2 separate regions of the Mus musculus genome follow, and region 2 is linked to region 1. The links are chromatin contacts, called in public Hi-C maps. All regions are on one chromosome and are shown on one strand. Each heading gives the region's core, a stretch centred on a gene start, on an enhancer-like site or on the middle of the called end of the contact. The rest is flanking DNA. Distances are from core to core; before and after follow the strand shown. Region 1 has its middle 15 kb from the start of Gpr142. Region 2 has its middle 18 kb from the start of Cd300e.

Region 1 (7,134 bases), core at 2,046-4,545:
TTTGCCTACAGGTATGAATGTTTGCCAAGCCTGTTCCTGGAGGCCAGAAGAGGGTGTCAGATGCCCTGACACTGGAGTTTCAGATGACTATAAGCTATCATGTAAGTGTTGGGACTCAAACCCAGGTCCTCTGGGAGAACACCAAATACTCATAACCTCAGGGCCATTGCTCCTGCCCCAGGATGGCGTTCACTAAAGCAAAAGCCACTTCTGCTTTCTGCCTGAAGGGCTGGCCACTCACTGGGGTGCAGCTGGGCCTGCCCACAGCCTTTGCCTTAAACTGGGGCCATCTGGGAACAGAGAGGAAATGCCCTTTCTCCAGCAAGCTCCTCTCTCAAAGCCTCATGGAGACTGCATTCCCTCAGGAATAGGCTCAAGATGAACTAAAGCATGCTGACCCCAGAGAGACACTCCTGACCTTGCCACTGGGGAGCCTACTGAACCCTCCTTCCACCTTAGGCAGGCCTGGACCCAGTGACTGCAAGCTGCAGGACCTGGCCCACTTTTAGCCTGGTCCAAAGTGGCAGCTCCTGGGGCTGGGGAGATGGCTCAGTGGTTAAGAGCACTGACTGTTCTTCCAGAGGTCATGAGTTCAATTCCCAGCAACCGCATGGTGGCTTCTATGCCCTCTTCTGGTGTGTCTTTAGACAGCTACAGTGTACTCATTAAAATAAATACATACACCTTTAATCCCAGCACTTGGGAGGCAGAGGCCAGCCTGGTCTACAAAGTGAGTTCCAGGGCTATACAGAGAAACTCTGTCTCAAAAAACCATAAATAAATAAATAAATAAATAAATAAATAAATAAATAAATAAATGGTAGCAACTGATTTGTTTCCATAGATGGTCTAAGACTAGAAAGGTCAGGGGGGGCTAGATGACTCTGCTTGTGGGGCTCCCCAAGACCACCTCACAATCACCTCAACATGGCCTCTTGCCAGACTCTAGGCTTCCAGGTTCCTTAAAGGTCCCTATTGTATCTCCAGGGTTTTTTAAAAAGCTCCTTCCCCAGCCTTTGCAGCAAAACTTAAGGGCCAGCCTCTGCTCTCCCACTGGGCTCCCCACCTCCCCCGGGTACACAGGAATGTGGGCACCTGTAGCAACAAGCTCTTGGAATGTTTTCTTAGCTGCAGGGGGCGTGGAGGATCCTGGGGTGCCTGAGAGCAAAAGGACCCTTTTGTGACTTTCCTTCCTCCCTGCTAAGAGCTACCGTCCTAGCCCACATTTATCTTCATCTCTTCTCCTCCCTGAGGACTTTTGGGTCTTGAGGAATTTCAATAAGGTCCCTTTGTTTGCATCAAACACCAGATGCTTGGCTTCCCTTGAGACACCTGTGTGACCTTTTTGACCTTCCCTTTCTCCTGGATGCCATGGAGAGAAAAAAGAGGTATGGCAGGATTTTCGGAAGGCAATAGGGCCACAGGTGGTTGAAGAGCCCAGGGGGACCCCAAAATTCTGAAGAGTTTATACAGTGACTACCGGATGGACAGGAGGCCGCTCAACGCCCGCAGTGAGATGTTTGTCTCTGCCCCTTTGCTTCCTTTCAAAGACAAGATGCCTTTATACCAGATGGCTTGCTCCCCTGCTCTCTTACCCCCACCCCCGTGTGTTGGTCAGGTGCTGTGTCAGGTGTTGAGAATTGTATGGGCAACCCTCAGGGTCATCTGGAGTCTGTTGGGAGCTGGCTTTGGGGTTAGGTGGGGCTGAGGAACACGGGGAAATCAGAAACCAGGCCACGCTGAGTTACAGGGTTCATCCTGGAGGCCGAGGAAACAACGAGAAGACTTTATGCTGTTACAGAGTCAGGACTGCTTCAGGCAAGATGACAGACCACAGAGAGGAGGTGATCTGCTACCAAAATCCTGCTGATGTGACAATGGCCCACTGGCAAAGATCTCCCCCCATCAACACCCCTAATCCACTAGCTATTCATAATGGAAACAGCGTGTGCTCTTTGCCAGTCTGACACCAAGCAACTGGTTTGCCAGTCAAGTGTGCTGTTACAGCATTTGGTCATCCTGTCTCCACTAAGCCTTCTGGCTTCTAGACAAACATCCACCCGGTCTTCCTGCAACTCTACCCTCTGGGTACCCTTAAACCTCTGCATTGTCGCTCCTGCCTCTGCCTGCCTGGTCACATGGCATTCCCCACCCCCCATTTTAGCCCCTGGTGGGCTTTCTGCAGAAAAGGAGAGAAAGGGAGGCCCCCGTGATATCTGTAAGGTGAGCCAGGAGAGAGGGGGAAGCTTTCACCTCCCTGCTTTGAGCTCCACACAGGTCCCTTTCCCAACTAAGCACGTAGGAACCAGGATGCTGTTTCATTTCTGTTGCTGTGATAAAATACCCTGAACAAAGCAACTTAGAGAAAAGAGGTCCTGACCCCTACAACCCCCACCCCTACTCCAGGCTCACACTTCCAGATTACAGCCCATCACTGAAGGGAAGTCACAATGGCTGGAGACAATTAGTCACATTGTATCCATCAGTCACATTGTATCCATTGGCAAGCAGCAGGATGTAAAGACTGCTGGAGTTTAGCTCCCTCTCCCCCCTCCCTTTTCTTTTTCTTTTTCCTATTTGTTTTTTCAAGACCAGGGTTTCTCTGTGTAGCTCTGACTGTCCTGGAACTCGATCTCAGGATAAAACGCAGAGGTCCCCCTGCCTCTGCCTCCTGAGTGAGTGCTGGATTAAAGGCGTGCGCCACTATGCCTGGTTTCCCTTTTCACTGCATCCAGGATCCAGGCTATGAAACCATGTAACCCACGTTTCAGGGCAGCTCCCACCTCCTTTAACCTAACGGAGACAATCCCTCAGATTCACCCACAGGCCAACCTAATACAGATAATCCCTCAGTGGGACTCCCTTCCCAGGTGAGTCCAGAATTCTAGTAAGTTGGCATTAACCAACACACACACACACACACACACACACACACACACACACTGAGAATAGCTGATCTAGACAGAGACTACTTACAACAGCCTTACAGGGAACTTTGGATTCCTAAGGCTGTATACAAACTCCCTGCTCACCCCAATCCCTGCCCCCACCCGTGTGATAGTCAGCAAGGCTGTGTGTGATAGGATGTGTGGGTACTACCCTTGCCTGGAATCACTCGGGTGATGAGCTGCATCCTGTATAAAGGAGGCTGGCTGAGTGTCCTCAGGCTCTGGGATTGGAGAAGCAGTCCTCAGATCGCCACCGCAGTCCTTCTGCATAGCTTGGGGAAGTATGCAGCCAGGGGCAAGCCGAACCAAGCTGAACCAAGCTTCGGAACACAAGGGCCTGAACCTGTTCCCTTTTCCCTTTGTAGGAGTTGTCCTTCCCGCTGAGGTCATACTTAGGGGAACTAACGGAGGAGGGAGGTTGAAGTAGTGGGAATCTTACAGGCCACTCACACTGCAGCCACACAGGAAGTGGTTTCTGGTTTGTGTTCACAGAACCAAGGCACCGCCTGTGTGCACCTGACCAGGGGAGCCCAGGGGAGCCAGCCTTAATCCTGGCTTTTCTTGGCCTCTAAAGAATCCAGATGACAAAAGGTTGGGTTAGATTTCTTGGGTCAGTGCCTACTTCTGCTTCCCAGATGCAGAAACTGGGCCTTGAGGAGGGGTGGTGGCCTAGGACAAGCCAGGTCACCTAGCCCCGAGGTCACCTAATGGCCAGGCACTACCGCTTTCCCATGGCTGATGCCTACTAGGTAAGTCTCCTTTACCCTTGTAACCACAGATGAAAGGAAGTCGCAGGAGTCATATGGGCCAAGGGATAGAGACTGTGGGAGTGTCATGGAGTTCTGTCCACCCATATATGAGGCTGAGTTCCTCATGAGTGGAGTTATGAATATCTGAGCCTGGTCCCTGTTAGCTCTCATAGACTAGTCTCCATCTGCCATCTTTACCAGGCCAGTAAGAAAAGCCATAGCAGAGAAAGTTGATTTATTCAATGTGGCTACAGTGGGGAGATTAACAAGGGGGATTGTGCTATCTCCCCCCACTCAATGCCCCTTCTTAGAATTGGGAACAAAACATCCATGGAAGGAGTTACAGAGACAAAGTTTGGAGCTAGGAGGAAAGGAGGGTGTCTTCTGCCAGAACCCGGGTCAGTGTCTAGCAGGATGCGTCCTCCTGTACTGTCTGAGTCAGTCTAGTGGACAGGCCTATAGCAGTTACTTGCTCTCCCTCTCCCAGAGGCCAGGCCCCTTGCCACTGAAGGGATTTATACTCTTCAGTCTCACTGTGGTCCAGGAAGCCACAGGGTGAGTGAGCAGAAAGGATAGCTGTTTTAATCCCAGGGCCCTCATTCTGTTTGCATCTCTGTGAGGTTCTCTCATAGGGATCCTGAAAGTCAGCTGTTGAGTCTCCTGGCCAAGCCCTGAAGCAGAAGCTGAGGGCAAGGCACAAAAGGACTCACTTTCCAAAGCCTGGAGATTGGTTTAAAAGGATTGACAAACTCAAAACCCTGGGGGTGGGGCTCTACCCCCAACAACGTGTGTGTGCATGCATGTGCAAGTGTGCATGTGTGTGCCTGTGTGCATGCATGTGCAAATGTACCTGTGTGTGCCTGGGTGCATGCATGTGCAAGTGTGCATGTGTGTGCCTGTGGACATGTGTGTATGTGCAAGTGTGTATGTGTGTGCCTGTGTGCATGCATGTATGTGCGAGTGTGCTTGTGTGCACGCATGCATGTGTGCAAGTGTGCATGTGTGTGCCCGTGTGCATGCATGTGCAAGTGCAAGTGTGTGCATGTGCATGGGTGAGCACATAAACATGCACACATGTGACTGTCAGTGCAGAAGCCAGGGGATGACCATGGATCTCATTTGTTCCTCAGGCATCAGCCATGTTTGCTGATTTTAATGGGTTGGTGAGGTGGCTCCGTGGGTGAAGTTGCCTACCCCACAAACTGACAATGTCAATTCAGTGCCTTGAACCCTCTTTGTAAGGACAGGAGAGAGCTGACTCCACAGAGTTGTCCTCTGAGCCCACGAGCAAGCTGTGACATTCACACGCTCCCTGAACAGATGTAAACTTTTTGTTTATTGTTAGCACGTATTTGAAGGATGTGGGAGCAAGTATGCATGCCCCAGCTTGTGTAGAACCCAGGTTGGTTCTCGCCTTTCACCTTATGTGGGTTTCAGGAATCAAACTAATGATGTCAGTGTTGTACCTTTACCCACTGAGCCATCCCTGGCTCCCCTCACCCCCTGTCTGTCTGTCTGTCTATCCATCCATCCATCCATCCTTCACTTTCTTTCCTCCTTTCTTTTCCTTCCTTCCTTCCTTCCTTCCTTCCTTCCTTTCTTCCTTCCTTCCTTTTTAATAAGGCCTGGGCTCCACCAAGCAGGGCAGTCTGACTGTCTGACTGGCCACAGAGACCCAGGGAGCTGCCTGTTTCTGCTTCCCTAGCACAGAGATTGCAGGAATAAGTCACCACACCCAGATTTTTCTAACCTGGATTCTGGGGACCAAACTGTGGCCCTTGCTCTTGCCAGTTGAGCTCCTCATCAACTGAGCTATCTCCCAGGCTCCCTTGTATTTGTTTCACAAATGATCTTAATAGGTAGTCCTAGCTAGACTGGAATTTTCTATACAGACCAGGCTGACCTCAAATTTCAGGTGACCCTGCCACCTCTACCTCAGCCTCACGAGGACTGGGATCACAGATGTGTGCTACCACACTATTAAAACTAGAGAAGCAATGCTCCCTCATCAGGGAAGCCAACAGAGACTCCATCCAGGCTGGGCCAGGCCTGGATTCATGGCTGATGATTCCTGGATCATTTCTGGATGGGCCCATTGCTCACCCTGGCAAATAAAATCTCTGCCTCCTAACGGTTACTCCCAGGTATCCTAGGGCCAGGGCCACTGGTCAGGGGAAAGCACCCCAGAGCAGTGGGGCATTGTCTGGATCTGCCTGCTGTGTTCCTTTCGCTCAGAAAGAGGAAGAAGAAAGCCATGGGGATGGTGATCAGCTAGCTGGACCAAGTCCTTTGTCCTGGTCTCTGAGGCTAAGATGTATCTTATATGTGGGTTCTGGGGAGGGATCCTCCTCGTGAGGTGAATAGCCAGCTGCCTCTGTACCTGGGGGCCCTGGGTGAATTTAGGTGGTCCATCAGTGTCCACACTGTCTACCTACAGGTCCACCTGGCAGTTAGGTCACGTAGGGCAGGACCCCTGGAGTACTCTCAGTGAAGGCCATAGAACTTCCTTCTCTGTCCCCATTGGCCACCATGACTTGGTTACTTCCCAAAGTGAAAGCATAGGTCTGAGAGTGTGGGCGCCCAGACCGGAAGAGACTCTCAAAACAGGTGTTCTGTATAATTCCAGTCCCCAGCCTGCGGTCTCAGCTGCCTTTCCCAGCAGCAGGAGCGCCCACAATCAGCCCAGGCCGGTCACATGCACTGCGGCATGCTTTGATGCTAGTCTTCTTTCCCACAATCCTTCCATGTCCCTGAGGAACCGGGTAAAGAGCAAGTGCTTCCCAATGAGACCCTGAGGGTCTGAGAGCCCAGCCTATGCTTGAAGCCAGCTCAGTACCTGGTAGTGCTAGCCTACCCTGCAGCATCTGGCTAGCCTCAATAGCACTTGGCCTGATCCCACCCTCTAGGAGGCGTGACAAGCCAGGACATCCTGGCTGGCATTCCTGTAATGCTCACCCTCCCTGGCCTGCTAAATATACATCAAGGAGGAATCTGGGAAGGAGCTACCACAGACAGGATTAAGTCTTCTACTGGCCAACGGCCATGGGGGCAGCTGGGCTGACTGGAAGGATCCCAGGGTTATTCGCAGAGAGGTCTCAAAAACAGCTGGGGAGATGGGGGTCCAGGCTCCTCACACCAGGGAAGGGAAATGGGGCCTTGGGGGTTGCAGAGTAGGCCAGGCCTGTAGGATGGAGACAAGATACACCTCATTGCCTCTCCTGCACCCAATGAAGGAAACTGAGTCAAAAAAACAGGTGGGGGCTCTACTAATCAACTATCCTAAACCAGTTATGCTAGACCCTTTGGTTTTATTTGGCTAATACTTCTACATCATAGTCTATCACTGAGGGAAGCTGAGGTGGGAACCTGAAACCTGGAGACAGGAACTAAAGCAGAGATCACCTAGGGCCTCTGCTCACTGACTTTTTCTCCATGGC
Region 2 (7,134 bases), core at 1,584-4,083, 260 kb before region 1:
AGTCACAGCTCACACCCAGTTCAGACTGTGAAAGTGTATTCAGAGCTTCTTAGCTCTGCTCCTTAGTTGAAAACTTCCCACCACGGGGACTTTTTCAGGTTCGGCTCGGCTCAGCTCGACTCGGTTTGTAATCCCATCGGAAGGGTCAGGGTCTCAGAGCTAAGAGGGCTCACCACTCCAGAGTGGTACAGGAAGCATCTAATGACTCCATCGTGAGTCACATTTACTTCAACATCCTGACTATGAAGACAGCCCCCTGGCTGGGACTCCAGGAGCCTCTCTGGTCCCTCCACAGTTGGCCCCTCAGCTGTTCCCCCTTTCCCAAGAGTTTCCTCTACATTCAAGGGGTTCCGCCACAGAGTGTGAAGCGCTCCATGACTCACTGCTGCCACCTAGTGGACATTTGTCTTCAGCAGCGTCTCCAGGCAACTTTAATGTTGAGAATGGACAAACTCACAGTCCCTAAGAGAAGGGGATATTCAGAGCACAACAGGATAGCAGGTAAAGTCAAAGCTTACTTACAACCCTTTAGATCCCTCCTGCACCATTCCTTCACTGTGTGGTGGAAGAGCCTGGTCCAAGGACTCAAGTTCTCTTTACTGAGCACATTTTAGCAAACCATTCTACACTACAGTGAATTCGGGTCACAGCCACGTTCTATTTGAAAAAGTTTAGGGCTGGAGAGGTCACTCAGTGGTTAATAGCACATACTGTTCTCAAAAAGGACTTGGGCTCCATTCCCAGCCCACCAGCACTCTAACTCCAGTTCTGGGGGGGGGGGCGGGGAGGGGGTGAGGCCGGCGGGATCTGATGCCTCTGGCATCTTCTGGCACCTGTGTGTATATGCATGCGCCCACCTTCCACACATACACACATATATACATAATTAAAAATAGAACATATCTTAAAAGGTTCTTGTCACAAAGAATTCCAGGTGAGAGAGTTCATAATCCCGCACTGTGTGTGACAAATATTCTAACATCACATTGCTTCCCTATAAACGTATCCTCTAAAAATAAGTCAGGGTCAGAAATACATCTTAGCAAGTAAAAAAAAAGTGCTTAGCAGGTAAAACTCCCAGACGTGGTCCTCTGACTTCCACATGTGCATTGTGGCATGATCCCGCCCCCTGAACACTCCCAAATTAAGTAAAATGTAATAGAAAATGTTAAAGTAAAAATGTGTTTAGTTCAGAGAAGTTGTCTGTGATCGATCACTTTCTGGGATTTTGAATATGCATATTGCCTATTGGGGAGGAATTTGCTCTTTAAGCGTCAGTTTTGACTGTTGATAATAATACAGATGACCCCTCCCTTACACACCCCTCCCCCCAGACCGCAGCAGCTGCCAGGGCACAGGCAAGAGATTCTCTGCAAGGGAGGCATCATGTTTTTGCAGCTCTCTCTTTGTTGAAGTCACACCTCACTTGGCCATGATCCTTTTCCAGCGGCCTCTCCCACCCAGCCTGCCACCTGCTTACAGGGATCTGATTTCAGCCATTTTCCAAAAAGAGACAGAAGGTGCTCCCAGGTCCTCCAGGCTGTCTGTCCCCAGCCCCGAGGTGTACAGTTGAATGAAGACTGGGAGAGGGTAACTCAATCCCTCTATCCAAAGGGTCCGTTTATTAAGTTCTCAGCTCAGTTTTCTTTAAGATGGAACTCGGGGTATAGCGAATCAGACTGGACTATGGTTGAACTAAATTGATATCTGGCTCATTTATCATTCATGAATAAATGACATTCATTCATTCATTCATTCATTCATTCATTCATTCTTCCATCCCAGTGCCACAGGAGCACAGAAGAACCCTAAGGAACCTAGTGGTGAGCTGCTTTAGCCATATGCTCATCCCAATTCGATGATCGCCTGGAGGAACAACCATCTCCCTTCCTTTTTTTATGCACGTGTGCACGCATGATTATTTTGAAACAGGGTCTCTCTGTGTAGCCCTGGCTGTCCTGGAACTTGTTCTGCAGAACAATCTGGGCTCAAACTTACAGAGATCCACCTGCCTCTGCCTCTTGACTCCTAGAATTAAAGGTGTGTACCACCATCACCTAGTTGCTTTTTTTGGTCTTTAATTTCTTATTGTAATAATAATAATAATAATAATGATAATAATAATTTGATGCAGGGTTTCTCTGTGTAGCCCTGGCTGTACTGGAACTCATTTTGTAGACCAGGTTGGCCTCAAACTCAGAGATCCACCTGCCTCTGCCTCCGGAGTGCTAAGATTAAAGGTGTTAAAGTTTTTTAAATTTTATTTATGTGTTTCTGGGGAGAGGTGTGTGCCTGGCACATGTGAGTGCAGATGCCCCTGGAGTCCAGAAGGGGGCGCTTGATCTCCTGGAGCTGGAGTAACGGGCACTCCAGAACTGCCTGACTTGGATGCTGGGAACCAAACTGTTTTCCAGAGTAGCACACACTCTTAGTACCTGGTCTCTTTTCTCTTTTGAAACAGGGTCTCACACTGTAGCCCAGGCTAGCCTCAACTTCATTGCAATCCTCCTGTCTCAGCTTCCCAGGTGATGGGATTACAGGCATGAACGACCATGCTCGGCTTCCTTGGTACTTTGACTTAAAATCACCTCCTAGACTCTCTTGTTTTGCCAATGTTGCTGCAGTTTACGGCTCCAAGGGCTGCTTGGTAGCGTTGAGCTGAACGAATACACCACAAATGCTCATTCATTCTCCCCTCCAAGGACGCATGGCGCCTCCTGGTTTTTGTTTGTTGCAAACAGCACCGCTGTGAACCTTCACACACAAGCTTCCTGTCGTCCACGTATGAGAAGTCCACTTTGTCTCTACATCTGAGAGTCCTTTATTCAAAGCCAGCTGCAAGTGCTGCCACAGTGTGGTAATGATGAAGAACTGCAGGCCCGAGAGATGGCTCAGCAGTTAAGAACATTTGCTACTCTTGCAGACGACCAAGGTTCCAGTGCCTGTGTTGTGCAGCTCACAGCTGCCTGTAACTCTGGCTCCCGGGACCCGAAGCTCTATTCTGGTTTCCACGGGCTCCTGGACACATGTGCGTATACCACTCCCTTACCACATACGTGTATACATACGCATATTTAAGAGCACAATAAATTGGTCCTGGAGAAATGGCTAACTAATTGTGAGTGCTCACAACTCACACACGGGACCTGGGTTCTGTCCTCAGCATTTACATCAGCATCAGGCAGGTTGCAACCCCTGTAACTCTAGTTCCAGGAGACCTGATGCCTTTTTCTGCCCTCTGTGAGCACCTGCAGTATGAACTGCACATAAACTCATGCAGACATAAATATATAAATAAAAATAGATGCTGAAAAAAATAAGATCGGGGGCTGGAGAGTTGGCTCAGCAGTTCAGAACACTGGCTGCTCTTCCAGAGGTCCTGAGTTCATTTCCCAGAAACCACATGGTGGCTCACAACCATCTGTAATGGAATCCAATGCCCTCTTCTGGTGAGTCTGAAGACAGTGACAGTGTACTCATATACATAAAATAAATAAATTAATCTTTAAAAATAGGGGCTGGAGAGATGGCTCAGCAGTTAAGAGCACTAACTGTTCTTCCAGAGGTCCTGAGTTCAATCCTCAGCAACCACATGGTGGCTCACAACCATCTGCAATGGTATCCGATGCCCTCTCCTGGTGTGTCTGAAGACAGTGACAGTATACTCACATACATGAAATAAATAAATATTAAAAATAAAATAAAAAGATAAATCTTTTTAAAAGTTAGTGAGGAGCGACAGCCCTTTCCTTGCAGGACCGTGAAGAATAAATGAGAAGATGCTGCAGAACATGCCAAGTGCTCGGCTCGGCCGTTCGTCTTTATCATTGAGCCCCAGATGCTATTACTGATGTGCTAGGCCCTCCACTGTGTGTGCTGCACTAGAATGCTATACTGGTGCTCTTAGTAAAACTTGTGACTTGCCGGAATTTGGGGACGGAGAATCACTCGTGACAACCACAGATCAAAGCCTTGCCGGGGCATATAGTTGCCACTTGGAGCCTCTCTGTCCAGTGTGGGGTAGGAATTGTATGGTGGCATTAGGATTCCCATGTGGATTAAATGAAATAAACCAGGGCTGATGAGATGGCTTAGTGCAGAAAGATATTTGCCAATTAGCCTGATGAGTTCCTGTCTTGAGGTCCTGCTGTCCTTGTGTCCTGGATGATGGCCTGTAAGCTGTACGATGAACTTAACCCTTTCCTTCCCAGGTTGCTTTTGGCCATGGTGCTTATCAAAGCAACAGAAAACCCTAACTGAGAGAGTGGTTAGACTTCCCCATAGACACCCCCCCCCCCATGGGTCTTTTTGGAAATGCAGACTCCCCAGGCTCTGTGACTTAGAATCTCTTGGGCTTTGACTTGGGGGTTTTCCTTGTCACGACCTCTGGGTGTGGGAATTTTCAGGCACGAGGATACGTTTAGGTGGCTGTTGCTGTCCCTTTTAGTTAATGTGCCCTGGAGAATCAGTTTGAAAGGCCCTTTCATGTCCCCACCTGTTCCCTGTTGTCACATCATGACTGGCCTCCTCTCAGAGAGTAGCATTGTCTCGAGAAGTCATAGAATCCTGCTTGACCATAGGCCTAGGTGACCTCACAGGAAGAACACCTAGTCACATGGTACAGCAGCCTGAGAAGAAGCACATTTGTTCCAGTTTGAGGACACACGGTACAACATGGAGAGGAAGTCATGGCCACAGGGACATGAGGCAGCTGGTGCCAGTGAGTCTGCAGATGAGCAGAGAGATGAGCGCTGGTGCCCTCAGCCAATGACACGGCATTGCCCTCAGTCAGGGAGGGGCTTTCTACCTTGATTAATCTCATCAATAAAACAGCTCACAGACACGCCCACTGGACAGTCAGTATTTACCTTTATGCATCTTTTTATAAAGGAACAGACCACTTAGATGTGGTCGTGTGAATGACACACCATCTCTACAAGTCTTGGGCATTACATCATTTCAAGTTGGGTCTCTGCTTCCTTGTGCTTTGAGATGGGAACTCTCAGCTGCTGCTCCAGGCAACAGACTTATCTTTTGCTGCCATATATCCTGCACCATGATAGACCATGATATCAGAACAACCCCTGTCTTCTGTAGGTTGCCTTGGTCAGGGTGTGACTAATATGCCAATCGGTCATATTGACAGTGTGTGTCTGCCTGGGTAACGAGTGGACATACAATATGTCTGTCCTACTTGGCTGTCACCGTGGACTAGACACAGCCTGGAGTCACCTGAGAGTGGAGTCTCAGTTGAGCAATGGCTTAGATGGCCCTGGCCTTTGCACACACCTGAGGGGGGACTTCCTAGAGTGTTGTTAAATGTTGCATAAGTTCCACTGTAGGCTGCACATTTCCCAGGCTGCATGAGGAACATGGCTAAGCACGTGAGTGAGCCAGGAAGCAGCGTCCTCCATGGTTCCTGCCTAGGGCTTCTGCTTGACGTCTTGCCCTGACCTTGCTCAGTGGCGCACCGTGACATGAAAATGTAAGCCAAAAGTTTCTTTTAATGGTGGCATTTGTCACAAGAGCAGAATGAAACTGGGACAGTGGCTTAATAAAAAGGATCAGAAGAGCATCCTGGGCTTAGGAAGTGAAGTGTGGGTGTTAACATCTCTTTGATTTTTTGTTGTCACAGTCATCGCTATCATCACCATTGCCAGCATTACCATCACCACATTGGTATCATCACCATCACCATCACCATCACCACATCATCACCGTTGTTATCAGCATCATCACCGTCAGCATCATCACTGCCAATTATCAATTATAATTTCATAGTAGCAGAGGTGTGAGCTGGGCACAGAAGTCAGAATGTAAAAGCCATACTTCTCAGCCCACCTTGCAACAAGATCTGGTGACGTAACTAAGTTCTGGCCAATGAGAATTGTGTCAGAAGTCAAACCCTTAAAAAGAGAGGAGCAAGGCCTCTCTTTAACATCCACCTGGATGGAACGTGCAGGTGGCTATGTCAGCCATATTGCCTAGAGTTGGAAGCCAAGTCCTGGAGGGTGCAGTCATGGGTCAGAACCCTGAGTCCCATGGACATGCCACACCAGCCTTGAACCATTCACCCTTCAATGTTGCGGGGAAGAAAAACAATTTTAGTTTTCTTTTGTGTTTATTATTAACCCCTAGACTTGGCCTCTCTTCTTGTCAAATAACCTTTTACCACTGGGCAGCACCCCTTACACTGAGAGACACCTCTTACCACTGGATGGCACCTCTTACCACTGGGCAACACCCCTTACCACTGGGCAATGCCCTTTGTGACAGGGCAACACCCTTTACCACTGGACAATGCCTTGTACCACTGGATAGCACCCCTTGCCCCTGGATGACACCCCTTATCACTGGGTGGCACCCCTGACCACTAGGTGACACCCCTTGCCACATTTGTATTTCAGCACTAGTGACTGAACCTAAAACACACTAGGTCAGCATTGGACTATAGCCCCAGCTAAACTGACAATTTCCATCTCATGTATGGATGGGTATATTATCTTTAAGTACTAAATAATGTAATTGTTATGTTTAGAAAGAGTAAACATTCTACTAGGTGGCTTAAAAAGCAAAAGAATAAGGAAGGGTGGACAGAGAGCCTTATGTTGATGATATAGAGAGAAACACAGGGAGGAGTCAGGCATGGTGGCGCGTCTCTGTAATATTAGCATTCGTGACATAGAGGCGGGAGAATCAAGAGTTCAAGGCCTGGGCTATAAACGAGGAAGACCCCATCTCTTACAAACAATAAATAGCACATGTATGAAATATACCATGCAAATGCCTATTCTTATTTTTAACTTTGTGTATATGTGTGTGGGCTCGTGCACCTTTGCATAGCACTCGGTGGAGGTCAGAGGAGCGTGTCAGATTCCCTGACGCTAGAGTGACAGGCAGTTGTGAACTGCCTGACATAAGGAAGAGCTGGGATTTGAACTCAGGTCCTCAGGAGGAACAGACTGTGCTCTTAATTACTGGGCCATCCTCTAGCCCAGTGGCTCTTAACCCGTGAGTCGAGACTCCCTTGGTAAACCACTGTCTCCAAAAATATATACATTACGATTCATAACATCAGCAAAATTACAGCCATGACGTAGCAATGAAAATAACTTTCTGGTTGGGGGACACCGC

What was found. Hi-C and Micro-C count contacts between places; a contact is called where the count stands out from the background.
Region 2: a Hi-C map of bone marrow-derived macrophages shows a contact between it and region 1, with 25 read pairs. The contact joins two enhancer-like sites. A contact is called at or near these places in 9 of 39 promoter capture datasets (the C10 cell line, the HPC-7 cell line, the SN4741 cell line and 5 more), 30 of 484 Hi-C or Micro-C datasets (B cells, LSK cells, bone marrow-derived dendritic cells and 13 more), 6 of 115 datasets of contacts at active chromatin or transcription factors (the HPC-7 cell line, bone marrow-derived macrophages, embryonic stem cells and 2 more) and 1 of 9 other capture datasets (embryonic stem cells).

The regions. Positions count from the first base shown.
Region 1 is chr11:114,814,607-114,821,740 of GRCm38.p6, reverse strand. No RefSeq gene overlaps it. Among named protein-coding and RNA genes, the nearest start is that of Gpr142, 15 kb to the right of the region's middle. Within about 2 kb of position 3,295, at least 47 of the 459 cell types and tissues checked have an H3K27ac peak or open chromatin away from gene starts, as enhancers often do. A contact at or near this core is called in bone marrow-derived macrophages, where this site is marked.
Region 2 is chr11:115,076,775-115,083,908 of GRCm38.p6, reverse strand. No RefSeq gene overlaps it. Among named protein-coding and RNA genes, the nearest start is that of Cd300e, 18 kb to the right of the region's middle. Within about 2 kb of position 2,833, at least 29 of the 459 cell types and tissues checked have an H3K27ac peak or open chromatin away from gene starts, as enhancers often do. A contact at or near this core is called in bone marrow-derived macrophages, where this site is marked.